Regions from separate parts of the Mus musculus genome. Here regions 2 and 3 are each linked to region 1. A link is a contact called in public HiChIP or PLAC-seq and Micro-C data. All regions are on one chromosome and are shown on one strand. The core of a region is the stretch at or near the end of the contact, and the rest is flanking DNA. Distances in the headings are between cores, read along the strand shown. Region 1 holds the start of Fzd6 (frizzled class receptor 6). Region 2 overlaps Gm7194 (a long non-coding RNA gene). Region 3 overlaps Baalc (brain and acute leukemia, cytoplasmic).

What was found. HiChIP or PLAC-seq counts read pairs in DNA pulled down with a chosen protein or histone mark. Hi-C and Micro-C count contacts between places; a contact is called where the count stands out from the background.
Region 2: a Micro-C map of the HL-1 cell line shows a contact between it and region 1, with 2.2 times the contacts expected there. The contact joins the enhancer-like site here to the promoter of Fzd6 in region 1. A contact is called at or near these places in 1 of 39 promoter capture datasets (cranial neural crest), 1 of 15 datasets of contacts at CTCF or cohesin (the NIH/3T3 cell line), 6 of 484 Hi-C or Micro-C datasets (the HL-1 cell line, the N1E-115 cell line, cerebral cortex and 2 more), 5 of 115 datasets of contacts at active chromatin or transcription factors (embryonic fibroblasts, embryonic stem cells, extraembryonic endoderm stem cells and 1 more) and 3 of 9 other capture datasets (adipose tissue, liver and pancreatic islet).
Region 3: a contact with region 1 is called in a CTCF HiChIP or PLAC-seq map of the NIH/3T3 cell line, with 23 read pairs. The contact joins the enhancer-like site here to the promoter of Fzd6 in region 1. A contact is called at or near these places in 1 of 15 datasets of contacts at CTCF or cohesin (the NIH/3T3 cell line), 12 of 484 Hi-C or Micro-C datasets (the HL-1 cell line, Sertoli cells, embryonic fibroblasts and 6 more), 7 of 115 datasets of contacts at active chromatin or transcription factors (embryonic fibroblasts, embryonic stem cells, extraembryonic endoderm stem cells and 3 more) and 2 of 9 other capture datasets (adipose tissue and pancreatic islet).

Annotation. Positions count from the first base shown.
Region 1 is chr15:39,004,927-39,007,626 of GRCm38.p6, forward strand. Fzd6 (frizzled class receptor 6) reads left to right here and starts at 1,354. Exons shown (of 7, transcript NM_001162494.1): 1 at 1,354-1,506; 2 at 2,299-2,637. The coding sequence starts at 2,461. Gm26704 (a long non-coding RNA gene) reads right to left here and starts at 2,143. Exons shown (of 2, transcript XR_875317.3): 1 at 1,136-2,143.
Region 2 is chr15:39,046,413-39,049,244 of GRCm38.p6, forward strand. All of the region lies in intron 1 of Gm7194 (a long non-coding RNA gene), which reads left to right. Among named protein-coding and RNA genes, the nearest start is that of Gm7194, 5.6 kb to the left of the region's middle. Within about 2 kb of position 1,324, at least 29 of the 459 cell types and tissues checked have an H3K27ac peak or open chromatin away from gene starts, as enhancers often do. A contact at or near this core is called in the HL-1 cell line, the NIH/3T3 cell line and embryonic fibroblasts, where this site is marked.
Region 3 is chr15:38,950,211-38,952,910 of GRCm38.p6, forward strand. Baalc (brain and acute leukemia, cytoplasmic) reads left to right here. Exons shown (of 2, transcript NM_080640.6): 2 at 1-1,054. Among named protein-coding and RNA genes, the nearest start is that of Baalc, 18 kb to the left of the region's middle. Within about 2 kb of position 1,356, at least 88 of the 459 cell types and tissues checked have an H3K27ac peak or open chromatin away from gene starts, as enhancers often do. A contact at or near this core is called in the NIH/3T3 cell line, adipose tissue, embryonic fibroblasts and 3 more, where this site is marked.

The DNA of each region.
Region 1 (2,700 bases), core at 104-2,603:
GCAATTCCAGGCCTGTGCCACCACACTCAGCTGAGATATATTCCTTCTATATAGAAACTTAACATTTTTCTGAGAAATATTCTTCCCACGTAGAAGGTTAATTTTCTACATAGAAAACATCTTACATAGAAACCCATTTTTCAATACATAAACTGTCTGACTTTTAATAATATTAAGATTAAGACAATTAGTATTAACATTTCTTTAACATGGTCTCGTCCTTTACAGTTGTCCTAAGCTTTTTTTTGTTTAGTTTTGTTTTCAAGGCAGGGTTTCTCTGTGTAGCCTAGCTGTCTGGGAACTCAAAGGTCTGCCTGCTTCTGCCTCCTGAGTGCTGGGACTGAAGATGTGTGCAACCATGACCGGCTTGTCCTAAGTTTTTTGATAAAGCTGGGAAAGAGTTCTCCAAAATTCATCTCTAGTTGATGTTTCCAGATTTCAAATCTTGTCTGGTTATTCGGTGGTGTCCCAAGTACTGAAATGTGACATTTTTCAGCAGCACAGTGATTCAGCTAACAGCAGTCTCCATTTAAAAGTTATTTTACAGGCTGGGACTGTAGCTTAACATAGTAGGCATGCTAGTACCAGTATGCACAAGACCCTGGGTTCTATCCCCATTAGGAACAAGAAGAAGAAGAAAAGAGGAAGAAGAGGAGGAGGAGGAAAGAAGAAGAAAGAAGAAGAAGAAGAAGAAGAAGAAGAAGAAGAAGAAAAAGAAGAAGAAGAAGAAGAAAGAAAGAAAGAAAGAAAGAAGAGAAGACACTTTGTGTTTGCCAACAAGTTCCTTTGTACCTCATACCAGAGTCCTACATATCAGGCATTATTGAATGTAAAGGACTCAAAAATTAGTAACCATTCTTGTATTCATTTATCATGTCTACATAGAGAGGACTCTACACATCCCCACGCCCCTTTTTGGTAATTTATCTGAAGTGATGGTGGCAGAGCTGGTTCTCAAAACCACGTTGACTAAAGCAGTTAACTTTCTGTGGGGCTTTTGCAGCAGTAAAGCTGTAGAACCGGCCGAAGCTGGCACCTGCCGTTCAAGGTGGTGGCCAGACTCCCCGAGTTAATAGGCTTTTCAGCCAAGAACTCAGGAAGTTCCTCGCTAACTCTGATCTCAGCTACCACTCACTACAGAGCAGATCCCCGCGGCTAAGGCTCCTCGCTTCCAGAACGGAAAGTGTGCTCTGCAGGGCACTTCCCCAACGGCCTGGGTCTCACGCCTGGGTCCGCGGTGCGAGCGGAGGCGACAGCTCGGCGGCCCCCGCACCGCGGCCGGCTGGGCTGGGCGGGGCGCAGGGCCGGTCCCGCCGCCGCGAGCCCCAACCTGCCCGCCCGACCTGGCGGCGCAGTCTCGCGGGATCGCCCAGCTCTCGCTCCCCGTTGCGGCCCCGGAGGCGGTCGAGGCCCGGACGCTGCCCCCCACCGAAAGCTCGCCCCGGCTGTCTGGGGTGGCGGGGCCGCGCGACGCCGAGGGACAGCCACCTTCCTCTGCCGCCCGAGGTGAGGCGTCCCCGGCCCGACGGGGCGGGCGGGCAGCGGCCGGGATCGGAGCCGCAGGTGCGTCGCCTCGGAGTCCCACGCAACTCCTGGAAAGTGACTCTGGGTCCCCGCAGGCCGGGGACGGAGCTGCTCGGCTGCAGGCCGGGAACAGGTGCCCGACGCGGGACCCCGGGGGCTCAGGGGAGCCTCCCGCAGTCCCCATGAGCTGACCGTGGAAGGTTTGCGCTGGGTGGAATTCGGGGTACAGGGGGCACGGGGTGAGCGCGTTGAAGGGGAAAGTGCTGGAGGTGAAGAAGCGCAAAGGAGTCACCACCCAGGCCCACTCTTCCTAGGGGGACCTCGCTCAACCCCAGCAGACTGATTTTCGCCTTTGCGAAAACAGGAAAGGCACATCCGCAGAAGTCTGCGATTGTAGAGAGAGCTAAAGTTGAAGAACTCTGTCTGGGTCACTTGTCCTCATTTTCCCCATATAGTGAGATGGCCAAGGGGCCCCTAGACCCCCTTTCTTCTAACCACCATCACCCCTTTCCTCGCTCCAACTTGCTTATGCCGTGCCTCCTCTTACCCGGTGTTTTAGACAGTATAACCCTTCATCAGCAGTTCCCTAGAATTGAGGCTTCCTTAGCAAAGTGATACATCCGCGCCCGGGCAGGTGGATATGTCTCTTGCTAGGATGGAATTTTCCACATTTTTTTCTTTCTTTGTAGCATTAGTTACCTAGCATGACATTTGACTTGGATTTGACTTTGTGACGAATGTTACTGATAACACACTTTGGGTTTGTTTTTACAGCAGTTGCCCCAGAATTCATTTTCAGGAAACAGCTTCTATCAAAATGGTACAAAGAATGCAATGAGGAATTTGTACATTTTATCTCTGATTTGAGAATCTTTTTGATGCGGAAAGGAGCATAAGAATAATCCAAGCCATGTGGTAAAATCGGAGTCTGGCAAGATGGAAAGGTCCCCGTTTCTGTTGGCGTGCATTCTTCTGCCCCTCGTAAGAGGACACAGCCTTTTCACCTGTGAGCCAATCACCGTTCCCAGATGTATGAAAATGACTTACAACATGACGTTCTTCCCTAACCTGATGGGTCATTATGACCAGGGGATCGCTGCTGTGGAAATGGGGGTGAGTGGATTTTCATGCCTATATTGAAAATTAGTTTATACGTAGTATTTTTCTCTTAACTAT
Region 2 (2,832 bases), core at 74-2,573, 41 kb after region 1:
ACTGCTTCCCTATTCACAACAGCTAGGAAATGGGAACCATTTAGATGTTCATTAACTGACTAATGATAACGAATGCGAGTTGTATTAAACATCACCATTTTCTTCTTGTTTTGAAACAGTTTCTTGTGATGTAGTCTTAGTTGACTATCAACTCACTGTGTAACCTTAGCAGACTAGCAACTTATATATAACCCAAGCTGGCCTTCAACTCATAGAGGTCTGCCTACTTCTACCTTTCTGGTGCTGGGATTCAAGGTGTGCTGCACTATATCCCACTTAAACATTAACATTCTCAACACTATTTTACAGTACCAATTTCCTAGCCTAACACTCCTAGAGAGACAGGCCCTTCCTGCCTTCTTATGTGCAGTCTTTCCAGACATCATATGATAAAGATATTTTGGTTTTGTTGTAGTTGAGGTGTTAGAGATGGAACGTGGGCTTTAGGCATGCTAGACAATTGCTCTTTCTATGTATATACCTGGCTTCCCAATGGTGTTTTGCATGGGACAAGAGAGCTCTTGGATTTTTAAGGCCAGATAGAGCACATCTGACCTCCACAAGTACACAGTGAGGAGAAAACTGAACGTGAGTATGCAAGAGATAAGAATACATAAAGAATGCAGTTACAAAGAATGAACAGAAGTTTAAATACCTTGGTATGAAAGCCTCCAAGGATAAACAAACAAACAACCCCACCCCCATCAAGTAGCTAAATTATACTTGTAAATAACAGTGCTGTGTAAACAACCCCCAGGGGATGATACATTAGGTTTACTATGGTTACATATATGTAAGTTTAGAAAGCTTCTATTATGTTCTTGATTTGACATCACCATTAAGATAAGGCATAGTGTATACATTTGTATATATTTTTGCATGTGTATATCCAGATGTATGTGAAAATAATCAGCTTAATGATTTTCAGTATTTTACTGTCATCTTGGAATTTATAGTATTTACTAGTTAAAATTTCCTTTTTCCTTCATTCCCCATTTTTCAGAAATTGCATATTTCTTTCTGGAACACAGCACGCAAGATCTTATCTAGTCATTCTGCATGTGAAAACTAATATATGAAATATATAACTGGCATAGTTGATTATTCCTCCTGCTGTAGCTTCGTTTAAAACTTGACTTTGACAATTTTTATGTTTCTGGATAGAAAGCTTAGAAATATCTGGCATGTCTCACCTATACTGAATTCTAAGTTAAATATTTCAAGATGCCTTTGGTCAGCCAAGCCTGACTCTTGGTATGCAGACATGAGCAAATCACTAAGAAAAATAATTAAAATTTTTACTTTGGATAAGCGGCTTAGAAACCAGAATATCTGTTGAACATATTAGCAGTGACTCATAACCACATGAGTTAAATATCCTGAAGGATGAAGTGTTTAGCTCATAGTTCTGGATGTGTTAGGATCTAAAATTATTATAACTCTAAAAAATGATATTGAATTAGCTATACTGGACCTGATTTCTAACCTCAAGGCCAAGAATTCGCTAATAATGTACCCTGCTAGGCTCAGACATGACAGGAGCCTCCCTGTTTACCTCTCTTAGACTGCTTCGTTCCAAGTCTCTGTCAGACAGAGGACAGAAATATTTTTGAGGCAGTCCAGGGCGTGACTTGCTTACTTCTAGTGAAATGCCTAAAATCTCAGAACAAAAGGAGTTCTAGTGACAAGTTGTAAAAGAAGAGAAACCTTTTGGGAGCTCCCTGGGGGTTCCACCATGTGTGGATTTCCTCCATCAGCCAGAAAGGAAGAGAGCTGGCCATGGGTACACCATCAGGAAGGGAAGAGAGCTGGCCATGGGTACACCATCAGGAAGAGAAGAGAGCTGGCCATGGGTACACCAGCAGCCTGTGTTAGTATGTTCCTGTTCTTGAGCATCACAGAGCCATTGCACTATGACTTCAGGGTTTTCTAGGCTACTATTCGTACAGGAATTTTAATCCAGCAACGGGGCTGTTCTGTCAAGGGATCACATCTGAAGACCTTCTAGGTCTGTGTGATCTGGCTGGAATGTAGACACGCCACATACCTTTAATCCCTCTGGCTGGAATACACACAGTATCAATCAGTCCGGAAAGAGGAGCTAAGTTCTGTCATCCAGCAGTGTGGTGGCTTTTCCTCCCGCCATAAATACCTAGATTGCCAGCCAGTTTTGAGCAACTCACAGTCTCACCTCATAGATAGCAAGCATCCTTGCCAGCTCACAATGGTTAGGTTCATTTCCTTTATGTGTCTAATATGTGTGCTTGTGTGTGTGCATGTGCGTGTACATGCATGTAGAAGCCAGAGGTAGATATTGGGTATCTCATTCAATCATCTACTTTCTTTAAGACGGGTCTCTCACTAAACCTGTAGCTCACCAGTTCTGCTAGCTGGCAATTCTTCTCATGGGCTAGCCAGTGAATTCCTTGGATGGGTCTATTCTTACCCCTCCCCTCCCTACACCCCCAGCTCTGCAGTTACAGACACGTGCCTGGCTTCTTTCGTTGGTGCTGCGAACCTGAACTCGGATCCTCATAGGCTTCATGGCAGTTATTTTTCCAATCAAGTCACCCGCCCCCCCCCAGCCCTAAGTTTCTGTTACTCTTGCCAGAAGCATATTAATCAATTTAACAATTACCTCCTTGGAAGTGATACCTATACCCCAATACAGAGGGTAGGTCACATGAGAAACACAATCAATGTCTACCGAAATATGCTGTGACTATATGTCAAACCCTATGATGACTCCATCTAAAGGCGCATCATCTAGGTGAGCCTAAATGTCAGCTTTTTTGTGCTTCTGGCAGAGAACCAAAGTTAGAGAGAGCAGGT
Region 3 (2,700 bases), core at 106-2,605, 55 kb before region 1:
TGGTAAAGCGATGCTTTGATAGGAACCCTTCCCCAGCATTCCTAAGCACACCTTCCTGCAGAGTATGACACAGCATGAGTCTGAAAGGACTGTTAACATGCTTGGGCTTATTAAGGTCCAAGTCATATCAAACTGTACCAACAAACTCACATCTAGCAGCAATAGTAGTCTGGCGGCATGCTTACGTGACAGTTCAAGAGAAGTCACCCAAGCGGATTAAGATGCAGATGCTCACTGCTGTCTCTGACTTATTTCTCCAACACAAGTAGAACTGTAGACTGTATGTTTATTAGTGTTAAGATTCACTGCCAACCTTGTGCCAGCTACAGTAACAGTCGCAGAGGGATTTGGAGTCGGGAAGTCACGACTGTACTTCTGACTCTGTGAGGAGGCTTGGTACTCAGGAGACTGACACGGACCCTGTGGCACAAGACCAATGATTGCAGTGGAATCTCACACTTAGGTAAAGGTAGCTTTCTGTCAATCACAGATGTATGTCTTCTCCTTTGCCGTATACACCACAGTTCCCCCGCCACCCCCAACCTCTCTCATCTTGACTCCTTGTCAAAGGGCTTTTAGGGAACTTCATGTTCTGACAATTTAACTAATAAAACAAAAGCAAGCCCCGTGACTCCTGTGTCCTCAGCGGCATTGCTGGGCAGGAGTCCTTCCACAGGGTTGGCCATGGGTCCAATCCTGCAAGCTCAAGGGCTTGCGCTCCAGGGCATGTGCGCTGTGTTTTGACATGCTGCTTCCCCAGTTGATGCTATCGGCCATGGGCTAAGGCCGGCTTCTCTTCCCAACTCTGTGTTTGCCTCAGCTCATTGGAATTTACCATCTGGGAAAGTTGTCTCTGCAAATACAGAAACACGTTCTCACTCTGCGAGGAGAAGGGAGGGAGGGAGGGAGGGCCTGTGATCTGGCACACCATTGAAATTTCCATCTGGCAAGTTTTAAATGTGTGTTTAAAGCAGGAACTGACTCTTACTATCCTAGTGGGATAACACTTTCCATTCTGAAGTTTGTGTCAATAAAGTCATTAATTTCAAACATATGTGAATGGTTACAGAGGCTCTTTACTGGAACCTTAAATCTGTATGCACAGCTGGTTAGAATTTTTTGAAACAAAGGCGTTTCACATAAGTCAAACAGCCCTATGAATTAGATGAACTAGATATGGGGGCTGCAATTAGCTCTAACTTACACTTACAGAGGGATTTATAACTTTTTAGCCAGGAATTGGTGACCTGGGATGCCAGATAGGAATGTCAGCCAACGATCAGTGCTTCCTCACCATTCCCGTACCTGACTCAGAATGTCCAGCATAGTTGAAACAGATATCGAGAGGGAGAACTGTCTCATACCCTGAAACTGAGCCAACCCCAAGCTTAGGAGGACAGGGGATGACTGGAGAGGGCTATGATTAGAGAGCTGGGGCCAGCCTGGGATCACTTAGCCTTCTGGACAGGGTAAGCCTGGCCTTGTATGAGAAGGCTCTCTGGGTTAAGGTCAGGAAAGAAGTTCATAATTGAGGAAAGAATAAACTGTCCTTATAATAGGTGTCTGGGCCTAAAGATTAGGAACTGAGGGCTACCTAGGTTGCAGCCAATGCCCTGCATTCACAAGATGTTCCTCTAGCTGCCCGTCTCCCCAGTGCACTCAGACCTATTTGACCAACTAACCTCCATTTGTGGCCGCTCCCCAGTGTCACAGAAAGACCTCTCCTCCATATCTGTTTCTCTAAGCAGGGTCTCCAAGGAGGGGCTGTTTTGCTGAAATCAGATCAAAGGCATGGTTTATTCAGCTGCCCTGCTGTACAAACATTGGAATTCTATGTACATAGATCCAGCAGGCACCCCTCACTGAAAACTCCATATACATTCTTTCCTTCTCTGCCAATCATACATTGATTTATAATAAGCACTGCACTTGTGAGTCTCCTTTTCCTCCTGCTGCTTAGAATGTGGAGGGAAAAGCTGCAGACATACTGGTCCATTGGGACAGTATGTCACCTGTCCTTGGCAGTGGAGCAACCAAGCTATTTGAAGCTATGCCAAACGGAGCAACAAATCGGAAGAAGACGGGGTTCCTGGTTCTATGCAACCTCCCTGAGCCCAGAACTGTACATACTTAGGCCATCTGAAACCAAGAAATATACATCTGCTTTATTTAATCTACTCTTACAGGTTACAATTCATCAGCAAACCTAATTCATTTTCTCTTGAAGAACTGGAAGGTCTTTGTCCCTGGTCCCTTGGTACCAAGTTTGCTGGAGCTGATGTCTGCATATCTAGAACTGGTGCCTGCAGACCAGTGTGACGTACATATAGTAACTCCGCCTTTGTCACCTGCCTGAGGTGCATGGCTGTGCAACCCCTCTCCAAATATCTGGTTTTCTTGTTCTTATAAGGGTCTTTCAAATACAGATTGTCCCTCATCATTTCCACAAGTCTGGGAAGTAGCTAATCTTGGAGAATTTCTCTGAGGAGGTAAGTTGCAAGTATGATCCAGTAGCTAAAGGTATGCGCTTATTCACTTTCATGTACTATATTTATTAAAAAGTTTTGATGTGCCAGAAATTGGAAATTATTGCATCTGTCTGTCTGTCTATTTATTGTTTTTATTGTTCTACTAAAATATTATCTCCTCAAGAGCAAGGGCCATGTCTACTTTATTGCCAATTTCTAGTACATTAAAGCT